Regions from separate parts of the Mus musculus genome. Here region 2 is linked to region 1. The links are chromatin contacts, called in public HiCAR-type maps. All regions are on one chromosome and are shown on one strand. The core of a region is the stretch at or near the end of the contact, and the rest is flanking DNA. Distances in the headings are between cores, read along the strand shown. Region 1 has its middle 49 kb from the start of Adra1b. Region 2 has its middle 200 kb from the start of Gm12153.

Region 1 (7,680 bases), core at 1,823-4,322:
TTAAGTGATGCCCATTTCCATATAGTAGTCAGTAACTTTCCTATGTTTATTTAGATGTATGTGGAATTTGTAGCTGTTTGATTTTTGTATTAATGTGTCTAAGCTTTCTATTTAATATATCATGGAGGTATTCCAAAATCAGTAACTATAACTTACAGACCTTATATTAGATATAAATTATGCATTATAATGTATTGAGCTTTTCTTTATTTTAAATAATTTAAGTTGATAAAAAATGCGCTTTGCTTCTACATGTGATGCTGTTGTGGATAATTATAAAACTATGATAATATATTTATGTCCCTACTTACAGAGTAGTATGGTTCATCATATTAGTTCATCATCTGTGGGTACCTTTGGTTTCTGTTAGTATTGTGAGACTGCCTTTGAATGATTCCTTGGCTAACCCAGGGTAATGGTGGAATGAGAACACTGATTTCCATAAACTTCTGTTTGCTGGCTTTTGATAGCCCTTTACCACTAGTTAATCTAATAGATGAAGTACTATTCTAAAAACTTAAGCCTAATTTCAATGTTACATGACCACAGTTTTATAAATTTAAATGGGTTTTTGGGTTATTCATGATGGAAGAGGTACTTGTGTTCCTTCAAGAACTGTCCAGATATTTATAACTAGAAATCACCAAGTGTTTCCAAATTTAGCACATCTTCATGCTAAACTCCTTAAGCATACATTATGATGACAATTTCCCCATTCATTTTGACATGATTTTAGAGCCATACGGGTAATCTCATAGGCTCTTTATCCAGGCTGACTTGCTCTCTGTGTTCCTCTCTCCAGTTTCTATTCCTTTCCTTTTCTCTCCTCTCACTTCTGTTTATACATGTCACTAATTTTCTGAACTACACATTAGTTGCAGATGTGATGTTCACATTGGCCAATAATCAATTATATATCTTATTCAGAATCCTCAGTGTGGGGTGGGCTAATTTTGGTCCCTGCCTCTTCTCTGTACTTTCACAGGCTTGTGGATACCCTGTTAAGTCTGGTTTAAAATGTAAGAGCATCACACACATCGTCACTAGTTTAAAAGTTGCAGATACTTACATCTCACTAATTGTTTTGGTCTGAGTCGTACATCCATTCTTCCCTTCCATGAGATCAAACAGTATTTGCAGAAGCCATCTCTTTCATACTCGTTAATCAGAATCAGTTCTTTAGTCTGTCTTTGATGACACTGGTATTCTTGAGAGTTAACATCTTTCAGGTTTTGAGATTCCTAAGTTTCTGATTTTTTTTCTTTGTGAAAGCCTTGAGGACATGCTTTGTGGTAGAAATGCTTTAGATTAATTGTGTATTGTCTTCAATAAAATTATTTATATATTATTATTACCATTATTATTATATTTTTTAAAAATATTTTTTATTTGGTATTTTCTTCATTCAAATTTCAAATGTTATCCCAGAAGTTCCCCCATCACCCCCCCCGACTCTCCTACCCACCCACTCCCACTTCTTGTCCCTGCCGTTCCCCTGTACTGAGGCATATAAAGTTTGCAAGACCAAGGGGCCTCTCTTCCCAATGATGGCCGACTAGGCCATCTTCTGCCACATATGCAGCTAGAGACACAAGCTCTGGGGGTACTGGTTAGTTCATATTGTTGTTCCACCTATAGGGTTGCAGACCCCTTTAGCATATTATTTTTAAACACAAGCTCGCACAGTCTATTCCTAATTGGTATAATACTTGCTATGTAGCCCAGGATGGCTTCAAACTCAAGTAATTCCTTTTTTATCAGCCTCCCTAGTGCTAGAATACAGGCATCTGGAATTATACTGTTGATTACTATTTTATTATTGCTGTTATTATAATCAACTTATGCATTATGCTGTGTCTTAGTTTCATTTTTCCATTGCTTTGATAAAATACTCTGAAGCATAGCTTAGTGAGAAGAAGTGTATTTGGCTTGTCTTTTCAGGTCATTTTCCAACATAGCAGGGAAAATCACAACAGCAGGAGAGTGATGGAAATGGTCATATGGCATTCATAATCAAGAGGAGGATAGTGAACAGTGCTCATCTTGCTTTCTTTTATGCAGTCCAAGATCTTGCCTAAGGAATGGTGCCGCCTACAATGCACATGCTTTCCCACCTCTGTTAGTGCAATAATTATAATCCTTAAATATGCTTATAAGGCTTATCACCCCAGTGATTCTAGATTTTATCAAATTGATAGTTCACACTAACCATCACAGATGGCTTTCTTTTCAGTCTCTTTTTCACTTTCAAAAGTCCGTGAATCGGATCTTACTCAGAATTCTCAGTGTGGGCTGGGCTAATTTTGGTCCCTGCCTCTTCTCATGAGAAAAGACTCGAAATGTACCATTTTTGTTTCCAAGTTTCTTATCCCCTTAGAAATACCTCAGGTGGAATAGCCAAGTACTCAAGAAACAGCCAGAGGAAATTAATTTTAAGATTTCAACATCTGTCACTCACACTAATGTCTTGTGTAACTGAGTTGATGATACCATTGGATACGTGACAAACTATCTTTTCCCACCTTAGCTTGCACATTTGCCCTTTATCCAAGATTATAAGTAAGCCTAGTCCCAAATAGTTCTGGTTGCAGGAGTATGTATTTGAACATTTATAGCCAGTTGAACTAGTTCCTCTGTGTTCTATGGACACAGATTGTATGGTTAACACATTTTTCTTCTTTTTAAAATTACTTTTTATATTTTTTAAGAAGAATCAATGTGGACAGCTTGATGAAAAACCATTCCCATTTTTTTTGCATAAAAACCTCTAAACATAATAGCATGCCATTTGAGGGCTGGATAAATACTCCTCAGTTGCATGGGACAACCTATTTGTTTTTGCTACCCCACCCTGAGATATAACTTAGATCCACACTGATAATTGATTTTTTTTCTTTTTAATTTATTGTTGGCTTTCAGCCACAGGGAAAGCTGTTTGGTGAGCAGATGGCTGAGACCACTTGTATCTGTGGCAGCCAGGTCAGTCAACTGCAAAGAACCCCATAGTCTACTGTTGGACTGGCCTGAGGCACCCAGAAAGGCATGCCTGGCTTTCAGGGTAGATGTGAGGGAATTGCCTCATAGTTTAGATAATATTTTCCCTCAGAGGGTCAGGTCAGACACTGCACTCTGATGTCATAAACTTCCAGGCAAGTGGCAGAAATTTGGTACCATGGGATTACTTGCAAGAATCAGCCAGAAGTCTCCAGAATCTGGTGGAGTGAATTATAAGTCATTGAGTAAGATGTTCATTAACCTCTTTTTTGGAAATACATTCCACTTGCTTCATCAGAGAATTGTGGACTTTTAAAAACAAGGAGTGACTTTGGAGGTTATGTATTTGAATGATTTTCCAGCCAAGTCCACCGAGTGTGCCTAATTCTCCTCAGACTGCAGGAACTCTGAGACAGAGGTTCTGCTTGTATGAAGTCCCCATGGACCTTTTAGGAGAACTGGTAAGGGAATATATTGGAGCTGACTGTTGGTTCTAGCTAAAATTCTTTAATCATTAAGGAGCTAAGGATTACTTAGACTGGGTCCAATTCTTGGATAACACATCAGAGAAATGATGATTTTGTAGGCTATACTTTCTGCATATTTCCTTCTATTCCAACCCATGAAGATATCCCAGAACTCCCAGGAGAAGAACTCAAGGTAAGAGTCAAATATAAGAACCCTAATACCAGCTGGCAAGACCCTCATAATGCAAAGAAACTCTGCTTGGGGGACTCATAGAAGTTGGGTCTTATGATGCTGAAGTGGAGGTCTGAGAAGGGACTCCCAGGTGGGACTGGGAGTGAAGTCGCTGATTGACAGGATTTGATAGTCATGACATCCAAGCTTGGCTCAAGAGTGACAGTAAACAAGGTGACCCAGAGATCCGAAACCCAACATCAGCCAATCCAACAGAGAATATGTGTTTACTAGGAAGTGGCCATGGGAATGAGTTCAACTAGTCTCTCTCTCATGACTTTGCATCTCTGTAATGTTAACCTGATATCATCACTCCTTCCAGCTACGGGGCCTGGAGAACTACTTGACACTTTCTCTTAGTCAGTGTTCATTGGTATCTCCATCTTTCTCCAGGTTAGAATTGAGAACTGCTCATCACAACAAAATTATCCTGTTATCCCTTTACCAATTAGCTAGCAACTGCAAGATAAACAGATCCTCAAGGAGCAAGCTTGACAGTTTAGGGAGACGGGGACTTACAGCCGCCAATCCCTCACTGTTAAACAGCTTGGACACTGCCAAGTACAGCTGTATGCTCAGGCTATTGAGCCATGGAAACATCAGTAGTAAATGCCTGGTACCTCACTGCAGGTGGAAGGCACAGATGGTTAGCTGTCATGACACTTGTCCTTGTCAAAAATCACTGTTCTCTTTCTTGTCTCAATATGACCTGTGCTAGCATAAAAAGAGCTTTGGGAGCTAGCACAGCTGGGAAGCAATGCCACCCAGAGCCTAGCTAGCTGTGTGTCTATGCTTATGTTCTTTCATTTTTCCCCCAGTCAGTTTCCTTGCCTATAAAATAGCAAAACCACACGTAGCAACCAAAGATGTAGGACTAACAATAGGACAGCCAGAAGGATGCTACAGGGTGGAAACCTGCATCCCTACTGATTTATGTCTTCTTCACCTTTGGTCCTGGTGGTACTTCCATGAGATGCCAAAGGTCTGAGGAAGCTTTTGATGTTTTTTTTTTTTTTTTTGGCAGCATGACCAGTAATATCTAAGATACCATGTAGTTTATAATTCTATTAATTTCTTTGATGAAAACAGTCATGTATTCTTAGTCCCTTACATAATGCAACTCCCCCCTCCCCCGCCCCACATGAGTGCACCCACACAGTTTATAAATCTAGGAAAGAACAATGTGGGGTGGGCTTTGTATTCACTGCTGGAGATTGTCTCTTGTGTTTCTGGAGATCCCTAGGATTGTTGGCAAGATGCTAAAGGGCTATAAAGAAGCCCAGAAGATTGTGGTCCTGGAAGAGGGAAACCTAGGGCATCTCCAGGCTACCTACCAGGAAAAGTGTCAGGGCTCTGTGGCCCCTGAATCTGAATCTGAGAAACATAAGGGATTCGGACAGTTCTTAATCCTCATAGTTTACGTCTAGATGTGCTAAAGGAAAATGCTTCTCTTAGTGTATTCTAAGATCCAGTTGCAATAATAAGCTCTTCAGAACCATTTACAATACCGGGGTTTAAAAAACACATAAGACCCAAATATGAGGTGCCACTTCTCTGGACTCAAGAGGCTCAGACAGGAGGGTCCTGAAGTATAGGCCAACCTGGATGATGTAGTGAGACTGTCTTAAAAGAAAATTTATGTATTGTGGAACAATGGACCACTCCCGGCACACAGGCACCCACCTGAGACAGTAGATGTCTTCTTGCTCCCTATTAGATTCCTGGTCTGGAACATGTGACAGCACTCCTCAGGTAGGTCTTGTAGCCTAGCATGCTAATGAGGTACCTATAGGTCCTGAGGCTTTAGCCAATAAGCTTCCCCTCCTGGACATTCTTTCCTGCAAAAGGTATTTAATGTCTGCCCCCAACCCCTCATTCCTGACTCCTCTGTGCAGCTTTTCAGCAGTGAAGGGATGCCTGGGAGCTTGGGAACCCCTGCTTCGGCCTCCCACATCCTAGGCTGCGTTTTCCCCACCTCCTGAGTGGTGTATCGGTACTCAGTGGCACAGGGTAAAGAGTCTAATGTGAATTTCATCTGCCCAGCACCCCAGTGGTGTGGCAAAACATGGACCTGCATTGTAGGAAATATTTTTTCATTTGTTACCCCCCCCCCAACTGAAAACCTTCCTTCTCCTGTAACACAGTCAGCCTTGCCAGTGAGATATAGTTGTTATCCCCCCCCCCTCCCCCGAAAACCTTCCTTCTCCTATAACACAGCCTTGCCAATGAGATATAGTCATTTTTTCCCCTAGGCCATTTCTTCCCACCTCACTGGTCTAAAGGCAGTCACCTGGGCCATGTCTGGCCAAAGAATGGGTTTCTCCCTCCTAGGTCACAGAGCTTCTGTTATTTAGATGTGGGTGAGCATACAGCTGTGTGGGGATATGGCTTTGGACAGCTGCCATGTTGGACAATGAGCAGCAAAGGAAAGCAGCATGCCAAGAGACAATCACACAGAGTTGGGGTGGGGTGGGGGGATAGAGTTAGGACTGGGAAAGAGGAAGAGGGAGTGGCAAAGGGGAGGGTGGGGGTAGCAGCTTCTCCTACTGATCTCATTCTGCAAGTCTCTGCAATCTTCCCACATAGAGCTTTCTTTTGAGCTTGATGCCATCCTTCTACCCAACCTGAAAAGCCAGGACAGACTTTTCTTCATCTGACATCCAACCAGTCCTTAATTAAGACAAAGACTTCACACAGTAAGTCATGGCACCACCATCTCCCCCTGAAAGGGCTCACTCTTCCCTTAATCCTCCCAACTGACACTTATCTAACCTAAACTGGACAGCACTGCGGGTACCAGCCCAAGGGATACAGTGATGAGCAAATATATTTGAAGATTTGAAATTTTTTCAAGTGTGAAATGGTTGCGAGTCTGGTTCAGGGAGGAAGCGGCGCAGTGGCTGTCAGTGGCTATTTGTAAAGCAATGATAAGAGGAAGGAATTAGAGTTGGTGTCTCTCTTGCCAGAGGACACGAGAAAGCTTATGGGTAGAGATGAAAAGGGGGCAGATTGGGAGTCAGCACTTCCAGGAGTTTGGCAATGAGTGAAGATGGAGGCGTGGTCCAGTTTGGGTATTGTTTGACTCTTCCCTATTGATTCCTGGATGGAAAGATTGTGTCTTTCTAGTTTTGGAGATCTGGTACCTCTAAGAGGCGGAGCTTGGAGGAAGGTCCTTAAATTAAGATACTATACTCTATGGGAACACTCAAAGCCTACAGTAAAGTTTCAGGAAAGTGAGTTATAAAAACCAGCAGTGGTGCCTCCTACTCTCCCTTTTTCTTGCTTCTGCATGAGTGACTCCCATTGCCCTCCACCATGAGACCATGTGGATGCACCACTAGCTAGAGCTGGGCCACCACAGGTGTCATGTTCTCTAAAACGGTGATCGAAATCAACCCTTATGCTTCACAACTAGCCCGCCTCAGGCATTCCATCCTAGTGTCGGGAAGCTGCCTGATACCAACAGCTTGCCTTGAGCTTTGCATTTTTTTTCTACCCTGGAACAGACTGATGAGTGTTCACAGGTCTGAGGTGTACAGAAAACATTCGATGAACTTTGAGATGAGAAGGTCACTTGGACTCTGCCCCAAATTCCTGTTTGGAGAACTTACAGCTTGAGTGACTTTCGGAAGCTTGTTTCGCTTCTCTGGGGTGTGTCTGCCATCTCTGTACAATGGGACAAGGCACAGGCTAGAGTTGTGCAGGGCTCAGAGAAAGCCTGAGTGGAAGAAGGCGGCCCCAGGAATCAATGCCTTCCTTGTTCTCTTTCAGAAGAGACTCTGCTTTTCCTGAAGTATCGCTTTCTCAAGCTCTGCTGCAACTCAGGGATTTTATTTGCTTTAAGCAACGGCAGTCCATGGAGACACAAGAGGATGCATCCTGTTCACCTTGCTTAGCGTAGGGCAGTTGTGCAGAGAAGGTCCTGTGATGTAACAGGGAGTCCTAGCTAATGGTTGTCATCCTGGATCTGTGTGAGAGAGGCTTCTT
Region 2 (7,680 bases), core at 3,297-5,796, 280 kb after region 1:
TAAGCAATCCTGGGAGATCAGCAAAGGTTTACTGTCCAGCGAGTTAACCAGGACTTCATCAGAAGGAAACGTGTGAAATGAGGAGCTCATTTGTAGATAATTGTGAAGCTGGGTCTTAGGTTCAGTTAGCTGGGTAGATGGTAATTTGATGGAATTTGTTTAAAAAAGTACAGAAAAAAAGTATATTTTGGAGGGAGAGAATTGTGGGGTAGGGAATAGGAGTTTATTTCGGGATGTTGACAGATTGGCACTAACTCCTGAAGATGATATCCAAATGGCAGTTATATCCGAGAGTCTAGATTTCAGGAGAGACACGAACTGAGAGATAAATTTGTGATTCAACCATATGTATGTGTATGGTATAATAAAGGAAATATATAGTCTTTGCCCCAATTTCCAGAACATAGCTTCTAGAACCTTGGAGTCTCCTGAGTGATGAAATGTCTTTATTATTCTACATAAATAACTCATGGTAGCTTCCAGGTAGTTTTAGGGTAGGGACTGGTCACCAAACAAAGACCAGGTACATCACCAGGGATGTACCTAAACTTTGAACTAGATAGCTAAGCCTTCAGCGAAAAGAGGGGCTGGAGACAGTTCAGTCACAACGCTAAGGATTTAACTAACAGTATCTGTATAATAGCAGACCAGAAAGAAAAAAAAAACTGTTATACTTGAGAGTTAAGAGTTTGCTGATTAGTGGATGCATGGATGCATTAGGAAAGTGATGTGCCTGGATTCCACGAAGAAAGGGCTTTGTCAACTTGACATAAATCTAGACTCATCTGGGAAGAGGGAGTCACAACTGAGGACATGCCTCTCTCACTTTGAACCATAGCCAAGTCTGATGAGGTAACACAAGGGCATCTTCTTGATTACTGATTAGGTGGGAAAATCCAGCTTACTAGGGGCATTACAGTCCCTGGGCAAGTGGTCCTGGCAAGTAGCTGGACATGAACCCAAGGAGCAAGCCAGTAATCAACGTTCTTCCTTATGTACAAGCAAGAGTTCTCTGCTTCAGTTCCTACCTTCGGATGCCTGTCATCCTCTGATTGGCTTCCCCTAATAATGGACTATAAGCAAACTTACAAAACTAGACCAAAAACAAAGAAACTGATCATTCTTTCTATTTAAATCTTCTGTCTAGCTGCTCTTCAAGTGCATCTGTTATAATTAAGCTGTGATCATGAACAATGTAGCCCTTTCAGAAAATTCTGAGGGCCTGACAAATTATTAACTCTGAAGAGACTATGAGACCTTCTTAATTTGTAATTAGTCTTTTAGTCATGTGGGTTCTCCCTGGGATTTGGGGCTGGTATCTGAGTAGGGCAATCTTGTGAAGACTCTGCCTTTAACCCATGTGGTCATCAAATTTTGTAAGCAAGAGGCAGAGATGACAGGAAAAACAGCTATGAGTAATTTGAGAATTCAGACTGTTCATTGCTTAGCACAGTGTATGGAAATTCTCTGATGGGTCTGACTTAATTCAAGTGCCTGTCAGTGGACCAATCAATCATCATTTGGATGAAAGTGGAGATGGTACTCAGTCAACACGGACCCAGCAGCAGTAGCAACCTGGGCTAAGTCCTACTTTGTAGAGCTTTCCCCATTACCTTGTGGATGGGATGAGACTGTGGACGTCAGTCCTTGGAGAAGCACAGTTTAAAAGTGGACGTTGGACAGCTGCATGTGAGCCAGTCAAGCCTACAGAAAAACAAGCCCAATATTGCTTCAGAAGAATCCATTTGGTGCCGGGCTTCTTCCAAACCTGTTCAAATGGGAAGCGTGCCCTGCTTGTCTAGGACAGGCCTCCCCCCTAGACTGAGAACACCCTCCCCTCCCATTCCTGGATCAGGTGACTTGAAATTAACTCTCTCTCTTGTACATGTGCACTCTTTCCATCTCTCTTAGTATCATGAATCTGCGCCCAAGCATCTGTAACAGTTACTTTTCTTGTTGCTGAGATGAAATCCCTTAATAATACTGCTAAACGAAGAAAGGTTTAGTTTGGCTCGTGGGTTGAAGGCACTTTCCATTATTTTGAGGAAGGCGAGGCACCAGGAGTGTGTGACAGCTAGTCACATCATATATGCAGTCAGGAAGTGACAGAGACATTAACTCTGGTTTCCGGCTCACTTTCTCCTTGTTATTTAGTCTGAGACCCCAGCTCACTGGCATTGTGCCACCCATGTTCAGAGTGAGGTTTTTCATCTTCAGTTAAACCTTTCAGGAAACACTTCTATGAACATGCCCAGAGAAGTGTTTCTAAATCTGATCAAGTTGACAGTGAAGATTACTCATCACAGGCATTCAGTCCAGCTTCCAGAGTAGACATTAACAAAATGTCACTCTCCCTGTAAGGCTCCTTTATATAGACCATCCATTAACCCCTGTCCATTTGCAGTCATACGTCAGGAAGTATATTCCACTGTGTTCATTTCTGTACAGCTGTGAGCATTTCCTTACTTTGTGCAGGATGAAGCCAACATGCAGGGGCATGTGGGCATGAGAACTAAACAGAGCACCAATACTACTGAAGTACTGGCCTCCGTGCACCTGTGACCCTTTCCTTCCCCATCACGTGATGCTCATTCTTGTGTTCTGGGTCTGCTGCATCTCCTTCTGCTTTAGCAACTTGGGGAATGGTATCTATCCCTTGCTACAGGAATAATTAACCAATGCTGCTTTACGAACGCTTGCAGTTCTAAACAAAGACCAGAGAGCTAATGGATACTTGGCTGATTGCCTCCTCAACACGTATTGACTCCAGTCTTGCTGAGGGATGCCATCCTGGGAAAGTATTGACTGCCATAGATTCCAACCAGGAGATGTAACCATAGGTAATTCACACTTGCAGTACTTGTGAAAGCCATGTCCAGCAACTGGCAGGGGAGAAAAAAATGAAAACAACTGAAGGGTCCCTCTGTTGGGAGGGGGAAAGACAGATGCAAAGACCAACCATCGCTTTACCCTAAGATGACACTTCAAAGTCTGGCATGGGGCAGTAGCTTGGGGAATAGTACTCTGGACAAGGACCAGAATCCATGGATCTTTATCCTAGATGCACTGGTTTGAGGATGGCCATGAGCCTTGTGCTTTCTCTTCTATAAAGAAAGAAGTGAAGGGAGAAAATGACCAACCTTTTTTTTTAAGGTGGAAAAAAATAAAACAAAACAAAACAAATCCTCCCCTTTATTGTTCCTTTCCAATGTTCACAGCCTCGTATAACCCATAGAAAATCTAACCATCAAAGTAATAATCGTTTTATATAGCAGGGACTTACTTGGGGATGTGAATGGGCCTATAAGCTTTGCTGTTGTAAATGAGTTTGGCACCCCTATAAAAGAAGTCCCAGAATGGGGCTGGAGATGGAGCTCAGTCCGTAGAGCTCTTGCCAGCAATACACAAAGTCCTTGGCTCTATCTATACTCTGTGCTGCATTAATCACGTGTGCTGTACATCTGTAATGCTAGCTCCTTGGACTTGGAAGAGGTAGGAAGATAAGTTCAAGGTCATTTTCTGCTACATAATGAGTTTGAGACAGTCTGGGTAACATGTAAAACTCTCTCTCTCTCTCTCTCTCTCTCTCTCTCTCTCTCTCTCTCTCTCTCTCTCTCCCTCTAAATTCCAGAAGCTGTCTTGTCCTCCCCTATGAGATGAAACACAGAAGGGCCACTGATGAGGAATAAGACACTGAATACACCAATACCTTGAACTTAAACTGTTCTGCCTACCAAATTATGAGTAATAAAGTCTATCCTATACATGTTATCCAGTTTAAAATATTTTGCTAAAATGATCCAAACGGATCCACATGATGAAATAAATCATCACCGTCTGTGCAATTTTGTCCTTATTAAATGCATCAGAAACCAACCAACAAATAAAACATTAGCATAACAGCCACAAAACACTATGCCTGCAGTCCTAATTACCCATGCCTTTTGTACAGTAGGCTATATGTTGAATTTTGACTCCATATTCCTTAACAGCTTCCCATACCAATCCACTGCCCTAACTAGTGTCAGACTCAAATATCACAGCAGTGTGTTGTAGAACCTCAAAAGTATTTAATATAGGAGAGAAATGCAGAGTCAGCAAATACTAGCCCTCTAGCATATAGCACATACTATACTGTGTTTTTCAGAGTGTGAGAACCTGGACTCCCATCGTTTCATGACACTTACATCTGTTTTCCCTGTGCTCAATGGTTTGGCCTCCAGCTAGGAGCTCTGACTCTCATTCCAGACTCACTGGGCCAGGTTGTTTCTGAGGGCACAAATACCCAGAACTCCTGTGCAAAGTCTGGGGCACTGTAGCCTTGGCTCCCCTCAAAGAGGGTATATAAACCTCCATTACACTGTATCTCACTTAATAAGGAAGTACGGTTTAACCAGATTAGTCAATTTTATATTGAATAATCCTGTTATGTTGAGTAATTTTATAATAAATATGAGTCATTTGGAAAGACAGTCTCTCTTGGGTTTTTGCTCATTACAATACATGTTAGGGAGTGAATGTGACTCACTGAAGACCTTAGACCTCCCAATCTAAACAATGAGCCTCCCACAAATGAAGCTGTGTGTCTCCATGGATATGCACATTCTCACTCTCTATGCTGAACACGACTCAACTTCCTCTCTACTCCAAGGTCAGAAGACCCAAAGGAGCCAAAATCTGTCTCCTAAACCTATGAAGAAGGTGGGCAGTGTAGAACCCATGGCCACTCATCTATATTTAATCATCTCGGCTCTTTATGCAGTTTAACATTTACTTTCCACTCATCCCTGTTTGTTTGGCTGATAAGAAAGCAAACTTGAGATATCTGACATGTTCATAAGGGAAAGATTTTCCAGTCATCATCTGTGATCAACCCCTCACAGCCAGACACATATGTCAAGCTTAGCCTGGTGGAAGGAGAACCAGGATTTTTGCTACCGAAATCTCTGCTGCTAGAATCTGTCACCTCTAGTCATGTGTCTTTCTGACTCTCTGTGGGTTTTGTTTTCTACTCCATCCTTCCCTAGCTTGAGATTAGCTCTATGGTATAGTTTGGAGAAGAAAGGACTGCATGGAGGAAAAATAATTGAACAGAGCACATCGAGAAGAATCCTCTGTAAACCTAATGCCTGGTTCCTAGTGTGGGTGCTCCTGGTCTTCCTTTGTGGCCAGTTAATATCTGAGAGCAGTTAGTGAGCAGGCCAAGTAGCAGCTGAAATATCACACTTCCTTCGATCGAGGACTGACAGCCATCAGCTGAGGTCAGCCTCGTAGTCTAGGAGACTCTGACATCGGCAAAACCACTTAGAAGGTATAAGAAAGTACCCACACTTTGGTCTTCCTTCTTCTTGGGTTTCATGTGTTTTGCAAATTGTATCTTGGGTATTCCAAAGTATTCCAAGCTTCTGGGCTAATATCCACTTATCAGTGAGTGCATATCATGTGAGTTCTTTTGTGATATCACTCAGGATGATATTCTCCAGATCCATCCATTTGCCTAAGAATTTCATAAATTCATTGTTTTTAATAGCTGCATAGTACTCCATTGTGTAAGTATACCCTCTGTTGAGGGACATCTGGGTTCTTTCCAGCCTCTGGCTATTATAAATAAGGCTGCTCTGAACATAGTGGAGCATGTGTCCTTATTACATGTTGGAGCATCTTCTGGGTATATGCCCAGGAGTGGTATTGCTGGATCCTCCTTAGTCACAATGAGAGGAGAGGCCCTTGGTCCTGTGAAGGCTCTATGCCCCAGTATAGGGGAATGCCACGGCCAGGAAGCAGGAGTGGGTGGGTTGGGGAGCAGGGGAAGAGGGGAGAGGATAGGGGATTTTCAGAGGAAAAACTGGGAAAAGGGATAACATTTGAAATGTAAATAAAGTACCTAATTTTAAAAAAAAGCTACAAGAAAGTGCTCCTCATACATGAGGGCAACAAGAAGAAGTTGGCATTGCCCTCTCTGGCCACTGTCTTGGAAATCAGTGAGTCATGAAATCCAAACCGTTTGGTGCACAATTCCTTGGCTTAGAGGGAGCAATGCAACTTTTGGATTCCCATGCACATACATACGTAATTTTGCATAAAAGTCAGGAATTCTAGAAACACCTTTAAATCCATCCATAGATCCCAGGGGAGAAGACCGTTTGTAGCAGAAAGAAGTGAACCCAGCCCATACACCTACCTCTGTCTCAGCTTCTACCAGCAGCTAGGATGAAAGCAGCTCCCCAGAATTCCATGTGCTCTTGGGACTAAACCTATTTGCTTCTCCTTCATACCATTAGGTCAGTGCTCATCTGTCCATGCCTTCTCCTCTTTTTTTAAGCCAATATTCTGCCTTTGCAGATTCTATATTACAATAGGTAACCCACTGAGGGGCAGGCTCTAACTCTATATTTTTAGGCCAGGAGGCTGAGATTTAGAAAATATATGGATGTTCTGAAGGCAGGGGCTAAGTGGCAGAGACAAGAATCAAACCCAACTTAAGAGTTGGTCTGACTATGCCGGGGCCTAGCAAACACAGAAGTGGATGCTCACAGTCAGCTAATGGATGGATCATAGGGCTCCCAATGGAGGAGCTAGAGAAAGTAGCCAAGGAGCTAAAGGGATCTGCAACCCTATAGGTGGAACAACATTATGAACTAACCAGTACCCCGGAGCTCTTGACTCTAGCTGCATATATATCAAAAGATGGCCTAGTCAGCCATCACTGGAAAGAGAGGCCCATTGGACTTGCAAACTTTATATGCCCCAGTACAGGGGAACACCAGGGCCAAAAAGGGGGAGTGGGTGGGCAGGGGAGTGGGGGTGGGTGGATATGGGGGACTTTTGGTATAGCATTGGAAATGTAAATGAGGTAAATACCTAATAAAAAATGGAAAAAAAAAAAAGAGTTGGTCTGAGTGCTAAGTATGGAAATTTGTCCATGGCTTAAAGTCATTATTTGACATCTCCTCAGCCACGGGTTATTCTATGTCACTGGTGGGGTTTTCTAATCTTTATTTTCATTCTTTCCCTGAGCTGTGTTTTCAGCTGTGCTAACACATTAGAAGGTAAACAAATTTATTTTACACACACACACACACAATTGCTTCTTATAGCAAAACTGTAATGAGATTTGAAACACTGGACCTTGAAATATTTGATTAGGACAAGTATCCCCAGGAAACTCTGTGGCCTTACTCATTTTTTTGCCCCACCCCCACTCCCCGTAAACAATATTCAGCTGATGGAAATTTGGGCTGGAGAGAGCCAGTGGCTGAGATTGAGCATTCTGAGCAGGTCCGCGGAATCGAAGTCGAGGAGGCCGCTCCACTCTCCGCATGATGCATTGCACCTGTAAGCCTGCAATAGCGCACTCATTTCTCATTCACGAGGAGAATGGGGCATTTGTAGAAAGAATGGGTCTGGGGCAGGCAACTGGGGACTGACCAAAAAGCAAGCAAGCTGTCAACCTGAAAGGATATGATCACCTTCTAAAATAGAGTTCTCATTGCCTCCCACGCTCTGATTCAAAAGCTGCTGCTTAGGGGCAGAGACAGGAGTGGCTAAACCATTGGACCGAAAAGAATAATTGGTACAAAAGTCTGCATTAACCTCCATATCTATGTGGCCAGTAGAGCCAGCCTTTACTTATCCGTAGTAGGAAGAACGATTGAAAGTGCTCATGTAGAGCTTCAAAGT

Evidence for each region. HiCAR-type assays count read pairs that join an accessible place to other places.
Region 2: a contact with region 1 is called in a HiCAR-type map of fibro-adipogenic progenitors, with 9 times the contacts expected there. The contact joins two enhancer-like sites. A contact is called at or near these places in 1 of 15 datasets of contacts at CTCF or cohesin (the NIH/3T3 cell line), 2 of 115 datasets of contacts at active chromatin or transcription factors (VIP interneurons and fibro-adipogenic progenitors) and 1 of 9 other capture datasets (adipose tissue).

The regions. Positions count from the first base shown.
Region 1 is chr11:43,881,664-43,889,343 of GRCm38.p6, forward strand. It overlaps a transcript of Adra1b not described here. Among named protein-coding and RNA genes, the nearest start is that of Adra1b, 49 kb to the left of the region's middle. Within about 2 kb of position 3,073, at least 8 of the 459 cell types and tissues checked have an H3K27ac peak or open chromatin away from gene starts, as enhancers often do. A contact at or near this core is called in fibro-adipogenic progenitors, where this site is marked.
Region 2 is chr11:44,159,850-44,167,529 of GRCm38.p6, forward strand. No RefSeq gene overlaps it. Among named protein-coding and RNA genes, the nearest start is that of Gm12153, 200 kb to the left of the region's middle. Within about 2 kb of position 4,547, at least 25 of the 459 cell types and tissues checked have an H3K27ac peak or open chromatin away from gene starts, as enhancers often do. A contact at or near this core is called in fibro-adipogenic progenitors, where this site is marked.